2 separate regions of the Capra hircus genome follow, and region 1 is linked to region 2. Evidence: chromatin contacts called from public Hi-C data. All regions are on one chromosome and are shown on one strand. Each heading gives the region's core, a stretch centred on a gene start, on an enhancer-like site or on the middle of the called end of the contact. The rest is flanking DNA. Distances are from core to core; before and after follow the strand shown.

Region 1 (7,161 bases), core at 499-2,998, 48 kb before region 2:
GATCAAATCCCTGTTCCCTTACATTGCATGCTCAGTCTTAACCACTGGACCCCAAGGAAGTCCCCCCTTTTTAAATTTATGTATTTATTCCGCTGCATCGGACCCTAGCTGTGGCATGTGGGATCTAGTTCCCTGACCAGGACTGAACCTGGGCCCCCTGCATTGGGAGTATGGCTTCTTTGTCAGGGAAGTTCCAAGAAGTCCCTTTTATTAAATTAAAAAAAATTTTTTTTAAATTTAGACTGTAACTAAAATCATCCTGCGACTTGCTTCCTTGTCTTGACTCCAGGCCTGTATCTACAGACCTGCCACCGACTTCTTAAACGTGGCACGACATTTCAGGATGTGTCTGCTCTGCCGTAGTCTACTCAGCCACCCCTGAACTGTCACTGTCATCCTTCATGTTGCCATACATGCCGTGGAAGTCCCCTGTGTCATGACGCCGATTCTCCATGGCAGCTACCAGGAAGTAAGCATGCAGGATGGCTGGCTCAGAGGGCACGTGTGTGGCTATTTCTCAAATTACCTTCCAAAACAGCAATTCCCAATTTACACACCCATGGGCAGTAGAGAGTACCGAGTTCCCCAAACCCTCACCAACACGGAATACCTAATTTTAAAATTTCTCCCAATCTTCTTCTGTGAAAATTGGTGTGTCATTGAGGTTTTCGTTTGCACTGTCCTAATAAGTGGATTTGAGTTGTCTTAAAACCGTCCAGCCTGGACATAAACATTTTAAGGGTAGGGACAGCATCTTACTCCTCTCTTCTCTTCTCAGCCCTTCAATGACTGTGTGTGTGCTTAGTCACTTGGTCCTGCCTGACTCTCTGCAACCCCATGAACTGTAGCCCACCAGGCTCCTCTGTCCATGGGATTTCCCAGGCAAGAGTACTGGAGTGGGGTGCCATTTCCTCCTCCAGGGGGTCTTCCCAGCCCAGGGCCTGAGCCCTCATCTCTTGTGTGTGCTGCACTGGCAGGCAGGTTCTCTACCACTGAGCCATCTGGGAAGCCCTTCAATAGTTCTGGGAAGGAAGGAAGGAAGGGAAGGCGAAGGAAGGAAGAGAAAGAAAGAAAGAAGAAAATAAATGAAAGAGACTTCCCTGGCAGCCTAGGGGTTAAGACTCCACACTTTCAATGCAGGGACTGCGGGTTTAATCCCTGGTCAGGAACTAAGATCCCACGTGCCACACGATACAGCCACAAAAAATGTCTGGTCATAAATTAGGTGTTTGGGCAACAGCCTGTGGATGCTTGAGTGGTTAGGAGGAGAAACAAGGTTTTAGGAGGCTTTTTATTCCTAGCACTAACAGCACCTGGTAAACAGTAGGTACTCAATAAATGCCGAAATGAAAAAAGTGATGTCCAGGAAGTGCAGCTAGTATAGATGCCACCAGGACAGACTGGACGGGAGGCTAATGCAGGTGCCAAGTGAGTTCACGGGACAGAATGGGACATCTGTCCACTTCCTGATTCCCAATCTCCCTTCCCCGTGTCCCTGCCCTGCCTGTCAGGGTCTCTGAGGAACCTTGGTTTCTGACCAAAAAAATAACTGGCCCCATCCTTAGACCTTCATCTTGAAGAGCAACCAACAAGTCTCTGCAAGCCCTTGGAGGCCTGGCAAGCCCCCGTTCTCTGTCCTACCTGCCAAAGGTGCCCAGAGAAATACTCGCTCCCTGTCCAGGAAGGGCTGGAGCCTGACACAGGCTCTCGGCAGCAAGCCTGGCTGAGCAGCAGCTTCTAATTTCACAGTTCACTGTGCCCACAGCCCAGCGCTGACAGACGCCACCAATAAACACAGCTCAGCGGCACTGGGAGAGGCTAAAAATGTCCTCTTTCCCAGCGTGCATTCGCCAGCCCCTCTGTCCATCTGCATACCCCAGGGCTCTGGACTGGTGCTCCGCACGTACGAATGTGTGTGTGTGTGTGTGTGTGTGTTTATATAACAGTTTTATTGTGCTGTTGTCAGACACCATACAATTCACCCATTTAAAGTATACAAGTCAGTGTACTCACAGAGTTGTGCAAACATGACCATAGTCAGTTTTAGGACATTTGTACCACTCCAGAAAGAGACCTTCACCCTTCAGCAGTCCATCTCTAGGGTCCGTTTTGCCCCAGAAACGAAGCCTGCAGGAGCTTGTGGCCTTTTAAATGAGCAGACAGTAGGTACGCCAGGAAGGCCGGCCCATTGCATAGCCTGAATGTAGTATGAACAGCATGTTCTGATATCAGGAGATTGTGCCTGGAGAGCTCGCTTCAGGACACCTCAGCATAAGATCCAGGCACCAGTCACTAGTCATCCCCTGGCACTCTCTGCCTTTGAGCTTCGGGTCATCTGGGCAGCTCAGGGAATGGCCTCTACACCAAGGCTCCCTCTCTCCTCTGCCACCCCACCCCTCTGTATCTTAGGAAAGGCCCTTACAAAAGCCCATTCGTTATGGGCACTGGTGGGCTGGCTTGCCAGAAAAGGCAACGTGATTTCTGATTCATTATTCATTCTATCCCGGAACTACTGCAGAGGACATCTGCTGTTTTGTCTGTCTGTTAATCACTCCCTGTTCTGCTTCTCCCCTTTGTCTTTCCTTGGGGAACTACCTCACCCCCAGTCAGTCTGGGTGGTGGAGCTAAGATAACTGGGCACACGACCCAGAGTTAGCCAATGGAGACGCTAAATCACTCCAGCACAGTGACTGGTTCAGGGATGAGCATGTGACCTGAGCCTGGCCAATTAGAAGTCTGTCTCAAGTACTGCCTCTGGACCAGTAGAGGAAAGATGCTCTTTCCTCTGGGATTGCTGATCCCTGTGGGGTGCTGGCCTGGGCTGCTGGGAGCCAGGGCAGGAGGTAGCAGGAAAGGAAAAAGGGAGGAGGAGGAGGAGGCCGGTTAAATTAACATTGTTTGAGCACTCTGGACTTCTGTGAACTGTTTATATGCTCCAATAAATACTCTTTCATGTTTACTCCTATCAGGTGGTTTTCCATCATTTGCAAAATCTGGAAGGGAAGTTGACTTACTTATGGCTCTAACTGAGCTAAGGAGCTACATCTCACATGGGAAACACCAGACACAAACCATGGGCGGCTCCATCCCATGATGCTGGCGTTCCCCCTACAAACCACCTCTCAAAGCCTGCTTCCCCCCTACACACCCCTAATCCAGGTCTTGGATGCAACTGGAAACAGGATAAAAGAGGTTCAATCAGACCAAAACTGGGCAGCAAGCCTCCAGGAAGTCTCTCTGGCTCAAGTTCAGCTGTCTCTCCAACACCAAGACGACCCCAATGAACTTCCTTCACTACAGAGCTTGGGTTCAGTTCATTTCTACACAGACTCTGGGGCATTCACTGGGTACCCACTGTGAGCTCCAGAGCTGGCTGTGGGACACTTCAGAGAAAGGCAGCCTTCGTCCCAAACTGGACCCCTGCCTCCTCCTCACTGTGTATTCTAGAACTGGTTTCTTAGCTATTCCCTAATAAGGGCCAAGTGTGAGGGGAAACCTCACAGGCATCTCCTGTGCCCACCCTCAGAAGAAAAATCAGCTCTGAGAAGGAGTGGGGGAGGATGGAGGCTAACTATTCAACAGATGTTGAGGACGAATCACAAGTTTTAATCACCCAACTTTGGTCCACCTGCCAGGCCTCCCTCTCCCACAAGTTGACCACAACTCCCGTAGTCATTCCAGAAAATAAGACATCCGTGCAGGCCCACCCCACTCATCCCACGGTCCCCACCACCAGCACATCCAGATCTGTGCCAAAGGCCAGACTGGGGAGGCAGGCCCGGGGGAGTGTGGTTCCTGAAGCACACTTGCCATGAATGGTCTTGAGTGCTCCCTAAAGGCTCCACGTGGGAGCTATCTTGGAGTCCCTACTCAGTGTCTGGTACTTAGAAGTTGCTCAATAAAAGTGTAATGCGGACTTCCTGGTGGTCCAGTGGTTAGGACTCCGCACTTCCACTGCAGGGGCCCAGGTTTGATCCCTGGTCAAGGAACTAAGATCCTGCATGCTTTGTGGCACAGCAAAATAAAATAAAATGTAAAATACTAAAATAAATGTGTAATAAATGGCAGGTCGGGGACAGATTGGACCACACACAAAGCTTTGCATTACCAGCTCAGTGATAGCCCTTCCTGTTGTCCCATCAGAGCACAAGCCCTAGGGAGGCCCCAGAGAAGGCCCCACTGAGGTATCAGGCAAGTGAGGTGGCTCTGGAATCCTACTGCCCCCTTTACTCCTCCTCCCTGTTTTCTGGGTGTGCTCCACACTTATAGAGACCTCGACTCACCTGTTCCCTTCTCTCAGGGAACCCCCCACCCACAGTTTGTCATACAAGAAAAAAGGGACAAGAGTAACTCTTATTCAAGTGTTAGTGACTGTTAAAGATGTAGCATGCCCCCAAACATTCTTAATATGAGTTCATCAGGAGGAGGAAACTCCCAACACCAAGCCCAGGGGAGCATGAAGGGAATTAGTAACAAGAAAGCTTGGCCCATTGCCCTGGGCCCATTTCCCAACTATGTACTACCCTGGGTCCCCTCCAACCATGCCCCAAAGCGTGAAAATACAATCACTAAAATTAAGGAAAACTACAAATGTTATTGATTTGGTAGGATTTTCGACTCCAGTGTTTCCCAAAGCATGGGGCATGTGCCACCAAGTTTTAGATGGTATATGCATGTAACACTAGATGATACTGAATCACGTGGTGAGAAGTCATCAGGCCTGTTCTTTCCATTCTCCTGATTAAGTCAGAGAGACAATACCAGGACATCTTTAATATACAAAATCCCCTGCTCTTGGGCTTCCCAGGTGACTCAGATGGTAAAGAATCTGCCTGCAATGCAGGAGTCCCAGGTTCAATCCCTGGATTGGGAAGATTCCCTGGAGAAGGGAATGGCAACCCACTCCGGTATTCTTGCCTGGAGAACGCCATGACAGAGGAGTCTGGTGGGCTGTAGTCCATGGGGTCACAAAGAGTTGGACACGACTGAGCAATTAACACATACATACATACATAGAGATCTGCTCATCTCCCTTTTATCACATGTACACACACGTAAGAGAGATAGCAAGCCTCAGGCTCAGAGCCTTCAGGAAGCAGGAATCATTGACTTCAATAAATTAGACAATGAAAATGAAATTCTATTTTTACACTATTTCCTCTTTCCTGCAATTGATGCTGGTTTTCCACATATGGTGGTAAAATAAAAGTTTCCTTTTAAAATAAATTCACATTTACTTAAAAATTAAAACAAAAAGAGGGTGGATTTAAATTGTGAAAAAACTATCATCCAGGTGATGCTGGACATGGTAAAGGATGAGTGCAGTTTGAGAAACACTGGTCTTTTCTAAAGGGCTACATGCTACAGGGCTGCATACCTAAGAACAGCAGTTTCCCCTGGTCCTTACCTCTCAGCTCTATGTTCAGGGTAAGGCTGGCGGGGCAGGGATATGCCATGAGTGACCACTGGCAGAGAAGTGAGAAGGTAGCAAATTATCCCGGGGTTTGGCAAACACCCCAATCTTAAATACACAGCTCCTGGCCATTCCTTACCAGCCTCCAGGAAGAAGGAAGTGAGGAGGGTCGAGAGGTTGTTACTTTTTGTTTCAGGGAAAACAGGGCCAAGAATGGTATGCAGGGGTTCAAATGGACACCCTCAAAAGGCATCAGACCCATGGGAAATGGGTCCTACAAGTGGCAAGTCGTGGGTCTTAATTCAGTCCTGATACTCTAATCTCTCTGTCCGGGACCTTCCACTTTTCTCACCAGAGTCCATTCAAGCTTCTGGTGACAGTAGCCTCACTTTCCTCCAAGGAACCATTCCTCTCCTGACACTCAGCTTTGCGGTGCTGGTTGACAGCCCTGGGGGTGGGCACAAGGCTCACAACCAGCCAATCACAGCAGTGCGACTGGCTCAGAGATAATCAGTGAGTGCCAACAGGACCCAAGGAGACTCCAGGGAGACAGGAATGTGCCTTATTTTGCTGGGAATGCTAGAAATGAAGATGTGAGCCTGGAGCTGCTGGGTGCTCCTCCCTGGAACCCGAGACGAAAAGAACACAGTAGAAGGTATGGTTGAGAGATAGAAACTGGGTCCTGATGACACCGTCTGAATGCCTGGATTAAGCCTTCCCTGAACTCAGCGCTAATGGACCCATTCCTTGATGTGAGAAAATAAATTTCCTATTGTGCTAAACTCATTTATTTGAGTTAGGGTTTCTTGTAAGCAAGAGGCTGACCATTGCACGTGAAGCTGCAGCAGCAGACACTGTTTTCCTCCTCCCTGGTTCTCAACAGTCATGAATACCCCCACCCCACACGGAGGAAGGGGGTGCAAGGTGAGGGTGAAAGCTCTCACCTCCACAACAGATTTCCCTCTGGCTCCCCCACACCACCCCACAAAGCTGGGCCCCCTGTTACCTCGAGCCGTTGCTGATAAGAATGCTCTCCCGAATTGTCAGGGTGCAGTAATACCATACGAGCAGGAAGTTGAAGACTTCATCTGTCACCCTGGCATAGAGAAACAGCCCCGGGGAGGGGTACAGACATGAGAAACCAGGGACAGCTGTCCCCCCGCCCCACCTCCACCCCCGGCACACGCAAAGCTGAACAGCAGACCAGGACAAGAAAGTCCCCAAAGAAGGGATGGCATTTGAGTAGGGCCTTGAAGTTCAATACATGGAAATGTGCCTTCCTCAGTGTTGGTAATAACTAAATTTGGCTGTGGAAATGGATAATTGTATTATGCTCACTTACATTGTTCCATTTTTTATTTTGTAGACAATTATAGCGTGAATGCTACAGGTTGCAATACTCTGTGAGAGTCAAGCCTCCCTTAACTGACAGCAGTTGGAGGATAAATACCACCCACTCCCTCACCCCTGAGGGGGAATAACTGAGGCCTGTCCTTTGCTGTCCCCTATTCCCCAGCAGCACTGAACTCCAGGTGCCCACAGGATAACCCTACTTGTCTCACTTCCATTCCCCTACCAGTGTTTACTGGGATCTTGAATAAATTATTGGCACTCACATGCTTTTCTTGGGGGATTTCTTCTGGGGAAACCCAAACAAAGACAGTATTATTTCCCATTTCTGAAATTCAAAGACGCTTGCTCCTTGGAAGAAAAGCTATGACAAACCTAGACAGTGTATTAAAAAGCAG
Region 2 (7,142 bases), core at 971-3,470:
AAAGGCTGGATAAAGTTATTCTCTTGATACCTCTTTTGTCATCTTTTGAAGAGCCCAGGAATGATATAAATTGTCCTTTATTCAGCCATTCATTTATTCAACGAGTATTTATTAAGGACCTCCTGGGAACTGTATTCATTTGCTAGGGCTGCTGCCATCACAAAGTAACCACCAACCGAGGTAGCTTATCTGACAGAAGTAGATTGTCTCACAGTTTTGAAGGCTAGATGTTTGAAGTCAAGGTGTCAGCAGGGCTGGTTCCTCCTGGAGGCTCTGAGGGAAGGTCTGTCCCATGACCTTATCCCACCTTCTGCTGGTTTGTCTTTTTTTGTTGTTGTTGTTGTGCCAGGTCTTAGTTGCAACACTCTGCATCTGATTCCATCAGGACCTTTTACTGCATGTGAAATCTTAGTTGCGATATGCAGATCTAGCTCCCTGACCGGTGATCAAACCCGGATGAGAAGCTCCAAGTCTTAGCTACTGGACCACGAGGGAAGTCCCTGCCTGCATCTGTAGTGCTCCCTGGCTTGTGGACAGGGTCTCCCCAATGGCTCAGCGGTAAAGAATCTGCCTGCAATGCAGGAGACACAGGAGATTTGGGTTCAATCCCGGTCAGGAAGATTCCCCGGGAGAAGGAAACGGCAACCCACTCCAGTATTCTTGCCTGGAAAATGCCATAGACAGAGGAGCCTGGCGGGCTACAGTCCATGGGGTCCCAAATAATTCTCCCTGTTCAGTCAATTGCTGTGGTCTAAAAGTCATCTTCTAGATATCCCTGGTGGTCCCTCTACGCTTCCACTGCCAGGGTCGAGGGCTGGATCCCTGATCAGGGAACTAAGATCTCACATGGCTTGGCTCAGCCAGAAGATTAAAAAATGAAAAAAAAAAAAAATTATAGTTAAGTTTAATTTTTAAAAAAAGTCACCTTCTGCCTCATCCCATGCCTACAGAGCAAATTCAGGAAAACACAGTGGTTCCTGGCCACTGGATTTGGATCCAACCTCCCTGGCCTTGGCATCTAGACCTCGTCGCTCCCAATCTACCTTACTCTGTTCAAAGGACACAACCTCCCATGTCATTTCCTCCCTTCTACTTTAGTCAAGACAGTGTCTGGAATCATTTACACTGTCATGCTTACCGCCAAGATTTTGCCTAGGCTATTTCTATAGCTTAACCCCACCTGGTCTTTCCGAGTGTGAATTCATCAAGGACAGGGGCTGAATTATATTCACCTTTTAATCTCCAGGATCCACCACAACGTATATATAAAAAAGATAACACGTTTTCCACAAACATCTATGGAATCAAGCTGATGAACTGACACTGGGGACTTCCAAAACATTTATAACTTTTCTGACACAAAAGCACACTTACTTCTATGCAGATTTGTTTCTTCTTTCCTGGTTTCTATTCAGCATATCTTCCTGACAATTAATTTCCTGACTGGGATTCCTGACTAGGAACTTTAAGTGGGTGAGAATAAGTGCTCTTCATTTTTTAAACACTCATTTTCAACCTGGGCACACAGGAGGCACTAAAATGTGACTTTTTTTCTTTTTTAAATTTATTTGGCTGCGCCTGGTCTTAGTTGTGGTATGTAGGCTCTAGTTCTCCGACTAGAGGTCGAACCTGGGGCTCTTGCACTGAGAGTGTGAAATCTTAGCCATTGGTCCAACAGGGAAGTCCTGCAAATGTGTCCTTAGTGAGTCCTTAAGTCTTTCAGAATATAAGAACTGATCGCGGGTGGGGAAGGGTGGGGTGGGGTGGGGTGGGAAGATTCCCTGGCGGCCCAGTGGTTAGAACTTCCTGTTTCCACTGCAGGGTACCTGGGTTTGATCCCTGGTGGAGGAAGATCCCGCAAGCCCCGCGGCGGGGCTGAGAAAAAATTCTTGGGGACAAAGAAAACAGGGAAAATCCTCTTTCCCTCTAAAACTTTTCTTAAATATACATGCAAAAAATAATAAAACTTATTAAACATCGAAAATTATTAAGTTCCCGGTGATCACATTCTGGCCTTTACATTTCTGCAGCCGAGCATTTGGGACATCCCCTAAATTCAGCTTTTCATTCAAACACACTCATCTTTGTCGCTTTCTCCCACCTCCTTTCAGGCTTCGGAACACGATCCCGCCCACTTCCGGCAGAGGCGTACACAGCGCAGGCGCAACTCTTGGACCTTTTCACCGACCTCCGGGTCTAGTGCTGAAGTATACGCATGTGCAAGGGTGGGGGCGGGCCTGCTTAATTGGGCGGGAGAATATAGGTCCGCGGAACTCACGCGACTGTCTCCGCCCACCTAAGTAGGCAGGAGGAGCCGAGAGCCTCATCAAGGTTCAGGCAGCGCACGCGCACCGAGTGCTGGGACGCGGCAAGGTACAGGGGAGCCTTTACGCATGCTTATTTAAATAAGGCAAGGAGCTTCTCTGGTCAGCTCCTTAGCCCGCCTCCTTTCTCTTCTTTGTACCCGCCTCTGACTTTTAAAGGGCTAGAGCTCTTTTTCACCGCATTGCTTTTTTTTAAATTAAGCGTTTAGGTGGGCTTTCCTGATGGCTCAGTGGTAAAGAATCGTCCTGCCGATACCAGGAGAAACGAGTTACCTAAATTAATCAGTCATTTATTGAGAGCCTTCTGTGTGCTGGGCCCAACTTACATTTTCTTCTGTGTGCATTTTCCAATTTTTCCTTTGGAATACTTGTAAAAATTACATCATTATGTATGTTTTTGGTAATACCATTCCCTTGGAGGCAATTTTCAGAAATGGGAGGCAATGTGGTTTTCTGGGCAGGTCTTAGGTCAAAAGATCTAAGATTGAATCTTGGCTCAGCCACTTATTTGCTCTTTTACTCTGTCTGGGTATCATCCTTAACTTTTGTGAACTTAAGCATTTGCAGATTTTAAAAAGTGAGGTTAAAGCTACCTACCTCATAGGATGGTTGTGAAAACACGAGTACATTTTTTAAAAACTCAACAAAATGGGGAGGGAGGTGGGAGGGGGGGTTCATGTTTGGGAATGCATGTACACCCGTGGTGGATTCATGTCAATGTATGGCAAAACCAATACAGTATTGTAAAGTAAAATAAAGTAAAAAAAAAAAAAAAAACTCAACAAAGTACCAAGTACTGTGGCTCATACCAGCTATCTATTACATAAATAGTAGTTAAGTGGAATTAAGCCAGAAAATAGTTTTATAGTTACTGTAACATGGTTCCAGATGGTTCTTCAAGAGGATTTAACTAATTACCAGGATGGTTAGCAGTAGGTAAGGAGTCTTTTCCCCCACAATGTTATCAATATCACAGTCCATCATTTTTTACACATTTTTCTAGTCTAGACAGTATGTAATGGTATGGCAGGCTTATTTTAACATTCATTTCTTTAATTGCTAGGGAGGTTGCGGATTTTTCCTTGGGATGATTTATTAGCTGTATTTCTTTGCCTAACAAGTATTTTCAAACACCATAATTTCCACTGGCTTATCCTTGCAGACATTATGTTAAGTTCTGACAGAGCATTTTGCTGACCAACTGAAAAAAAAAAAAAAAGAGGGATAGGGAGCTGTGGTCAGTAAAAAGAAATTTTTCAAGGAGGGGGCAGAGCAAGAGATGAGAGCTCATCCCTGCACACAGCACTGTTCAGACCTTTCTCTGGTAAAGGAAATGTCCTGTATCTACACTGTTCCCTGGGGTAGCCAGTTGCCACATGTACTTACTGGATACTTGGAATGTGTCTAGTACAACTGAAGAATTTTTCTTTTTATAAAATTCTTTGGGACTTCTCTGGTGGTTCAGTGATTGACTCTGCATTTCCAATGCAGGAGGTGGCATGGGTTTTATCCCTGGATGGGGAACTAAGAACCCGCATGGTGGGGCGTGGCCAAAATAAAATAAAGTTCTTTGATGGCATAACTCTAGAGATTAAGAAAGAAGGAGAGAAAGGAGAATAAAAGAGCTGTCCTGCAGAGTCACTCAAAAGTGACCTCATATTATTTTGGGAAGGAAAACATCTCTTACTGAGGAGGCTGTAAAACATTTAGGGTCTTTTATGGTCTTCTGTCGTGACCTTAGGATTGATTTCCAGTACTACTATAGTGCAGATAAGTGGCCTAGTTGAGCACATCTGTATTTTAACAGCTTTGTTCCCCTACTGTGATAAATGGACCCAGAGGTGAACATTTGTAAAATATTTGAATTTTTTTCATTGTTCCACTTTCAAAAGTATTGCTCTTGTTAAATACAATGTTTAGTTTCTCTTGTAATACGTTTTGTTAACCTGTGTAAAAGGGATTAAATTTCATTATGGTTTTAAAAATGCTATTTTTATGTGAATTTAAATGCAGCCACATATTGTTTTTTAAAACCATATGGTTTACCACTAATTAAGTTGCCATAAACTCTCAAAAGTTAAAAAAAAAATGGCATCCTATATATCAAGGGACTCAGATTTAGACTTTTGGCGTTGTTTCCAAGAGAGACAGTCCCAGAGGATCAGTGGTAACAAGAATGGTGTGTTCAATTTGCAAAAGTCTATCAGGCTATACACTGATGATATTTCCATTTTTTCTATAGAATTATACTTCAGTAAAAATTTAAACAACATTTCTGCATTTTGTGTTACCCTCTTTGGGTATTTCTCTGATTTTTAATTTAGTAGAAGTCAAAAAAAAAAAAAAAAAAAAAGGCCTGTGACTTGCTCTGGACGTCTGAGAGCCCCTAGAGGGCGCTCATTCTGCACTGGAGACTTTAAAACATCTTTATTGAGAGAGAATGCACGCACTGTACAATTTACCCACTTAAAACGTGCGATTTGATGGTTCTCAGTATATTCAGAGTTATACATCCATTATCACAGTAAGTTTTAGAGTATTTTTATCACCATAAAAAAGCAAAAACTTTGCCCTTTAGCTATCACCTCCCTATCTTCCCATCCTCCCCTTCCCCAAGTAACCAGTAATCTAAATTCTTTCTGTCTTATAGTTTTGCCTATCCTGGACACCTCATATCGATGGAAACAACCTTTTGTGTCTGGCTTCTCTCAGCACAATGTTTTCAAGGTTCATTCTTGTTGTAGCCTGTGTCGGTACTTCATTCCTTTTTATGCCTGAATAATATTCCATTATTATTATGTATGGATAGATGACATTTTGTTCATCCATTCATCTTTTTTATTTTTTTTAAGCTGTGCAACTCAGCTTGTGCCTTAATTCCCCAATCAGAGCTCAAACCTAGGCCCTCTGCCATGGAAGCATGAAGTCATAACCTCTAGACTGCCAGAGAATTCCCCTATCCATTCATCTTGTGATGGTCATTTGAGTTGTCTCCAGGTGGGTCTTTCCTGCCACTTCTAGGAAGGTTTAGACCCAGATTATTCAGCTCCAGAAGGCCCCATTTGCATTTTATTTAGACAGTGCTCTCAGGAATGGACTACAGTGTGAATGTCCTGTCCTGGAGTTGACAACTCAGCAAGCATTGGACAAAAACTTGGGATTTCTTGCCAGGGTGGAGCATCCCGGCTTCCAGCCAAAGCTCTGTGGAAAGTATATCCCCCCAAGGGAATATTTATCTGTGGGTGTGGGGAGGAGTCCCTCTCGCCTCTAACTACACAGGAGAACTCCCTTCACCTCAAGCTGTAAACAAGGCCCTTAAGAGGACCCCAAGCTATTCAAGACTGACTACCTTTTTTTGTTTGTTTTGGCCATGCCACACGTAGCATGTGGGATCTTATTTCCCTCAATAGGGATGGTACATGTGCCCTCTGCAGCGGAAGCACGGAGTCTGAACCACTGTACTGCCAGGGAAGTACCAGTTCTAGCCATTCAAACCTGGCAAGTAATTATCAGAAGGGTGTATGAGACAGAAGCCCTCATGCTTGGCGTTCCTGGCACTTCAGTATTAAGGAGTGGCTGGTCTGTAGCATCCACTTAGGAGTTTTTGAATAATGCTACCAAATTCTGACTCCACAAGGAGAAAAATGTTATAGATTTGTAACCTGCTGATCCAGATTGCCTTCAGAGGCAGACAAATGTCAACCTACAGGGCTTCTCTAGTGGTACAGTGGATAAGAATCCACCTGCCAATGTAGGGGACACAGGTTCGATCCCTGACCCAGGAAGATGCCACATACCATGGAGCAACTAAGCCTGTGCCCCACAACTGTTCAGCCTACTGTCTAGAGCCCAAAGCTGCAACTACTGAGTCTGCGTGCTGCAGCTACTGAGCCCACACTCTAGAGCCCGTGAGTCATAAGTACTGAGACTGTGTGCCCCAGCTACTGAAGCCCGTGCACCTAGAGCCTGTGCTCCGCAGCGAGAGAAACCACTGCAATGAGAAGCCCTAGTACATCCACAAAGAGTGGCCCCTGCTTGCTGCAACTAGAGTAAAGCCCCAGTGCAGCTATGAAGACCTGGTGCAACCAAAACCAAGCAACCAAATAAATAAATGATTGAAAGAAACAATATTAACCTACTCCAGGTTCTTCTCTAGGGGACAGTCCTTGCGTCCCCTGAGCCAGGGTGTGATTATCGGTTGTGAAAGGGCTTCTTGCAGGGATGGGACTGAGGCTTGAAGCTGTGTCTTAGCCTGACCTTGGGAGAGAGAAAACTAGGCCATAGAGGAACCACTCAGCTGATGGCGGGGCAGCCCTGGACAAAGCCACAGCACAGGGGTTGTTTGCACCAGGAGAGAACCTCTGGGACAGCTGGCCAAGTACCTGAGGAGGAGAAGAGAATGTCTTAAGGAGAACTACAGCATCTATACCTACAGCCTGACTGGCCCTGGGCAGACTCAGGATCTTAGATGAGCCAATCATGAATTTGGAATGGGAATTTGGAAAGAGCCAATTAATTTCCGTGAGTGATTGGAACTAAGGTGGAACCATGAAATGGAACCATTCTCTTTTTAAAAAAAATTTTTTTTAAGGTTTTCTTTCATTATTTACAAAATTTTTAAAATTTGTTTTTAATTGGAGGATAATTGCTTTACAATGCTGTGTTCATTTCTGCCATGTCAACATGAATCAGCCATAGGTATACCTATGTCCAGGCTTCCCAGTGGCTCAGTGGGTAAAGAATCCGCCTGCAGTGCAGAAGACACAGTAGACAAGGGTTTGATCCCTGAGTCGGGAAGATCCCCTGGAGCGGGGGCAA

What was found. A called contact is a pair of places that touch in the nucleus more often than the background predicts.
Region 1: a Hi-C map of blood shows a contact between it and region 2, with 1.9 times the contacts expected there. The contact joins two enhancer-like sites. A contact is called at or near these places in 3 of 5 Hi-C or Micro-C datasets (all in blood).

The regions. Positions count from the first base shown.
Region 1 is chr17:17,690,953-17,698,113 of ARS1.2, reverse strand. It overlaps TMEM120B (transmembrane protein 120B), which reads right to left. Exons shown (of 13, transcript XR_001919380.1): 6 at 6,420-6,509. Among named protein-coding and RNA genes, the nearest start is that of TMEM120B, 31 kb to the right of the region's middle. Within about 2 kb of position 1,748, at least 2 of the 5 cell types and tissues checked have an H3K27ac peak or open chromatin away from gene starts, as enhancers often do.
Region 2 is chr17:17,643,874-17,651,015 of ARS1.2, reverse strand. No RefSeq gene overlaps it. Among named protein-coding and RNA genes, the nearest start is that of MORN3, 6.5 kb to the right of the region's middle. Within about 2 kb of position 2,220, at least 4 of the 5 cell types and tissues checked have an H3K27ac peak or open chromatin away from gene starts, as enhancers often do.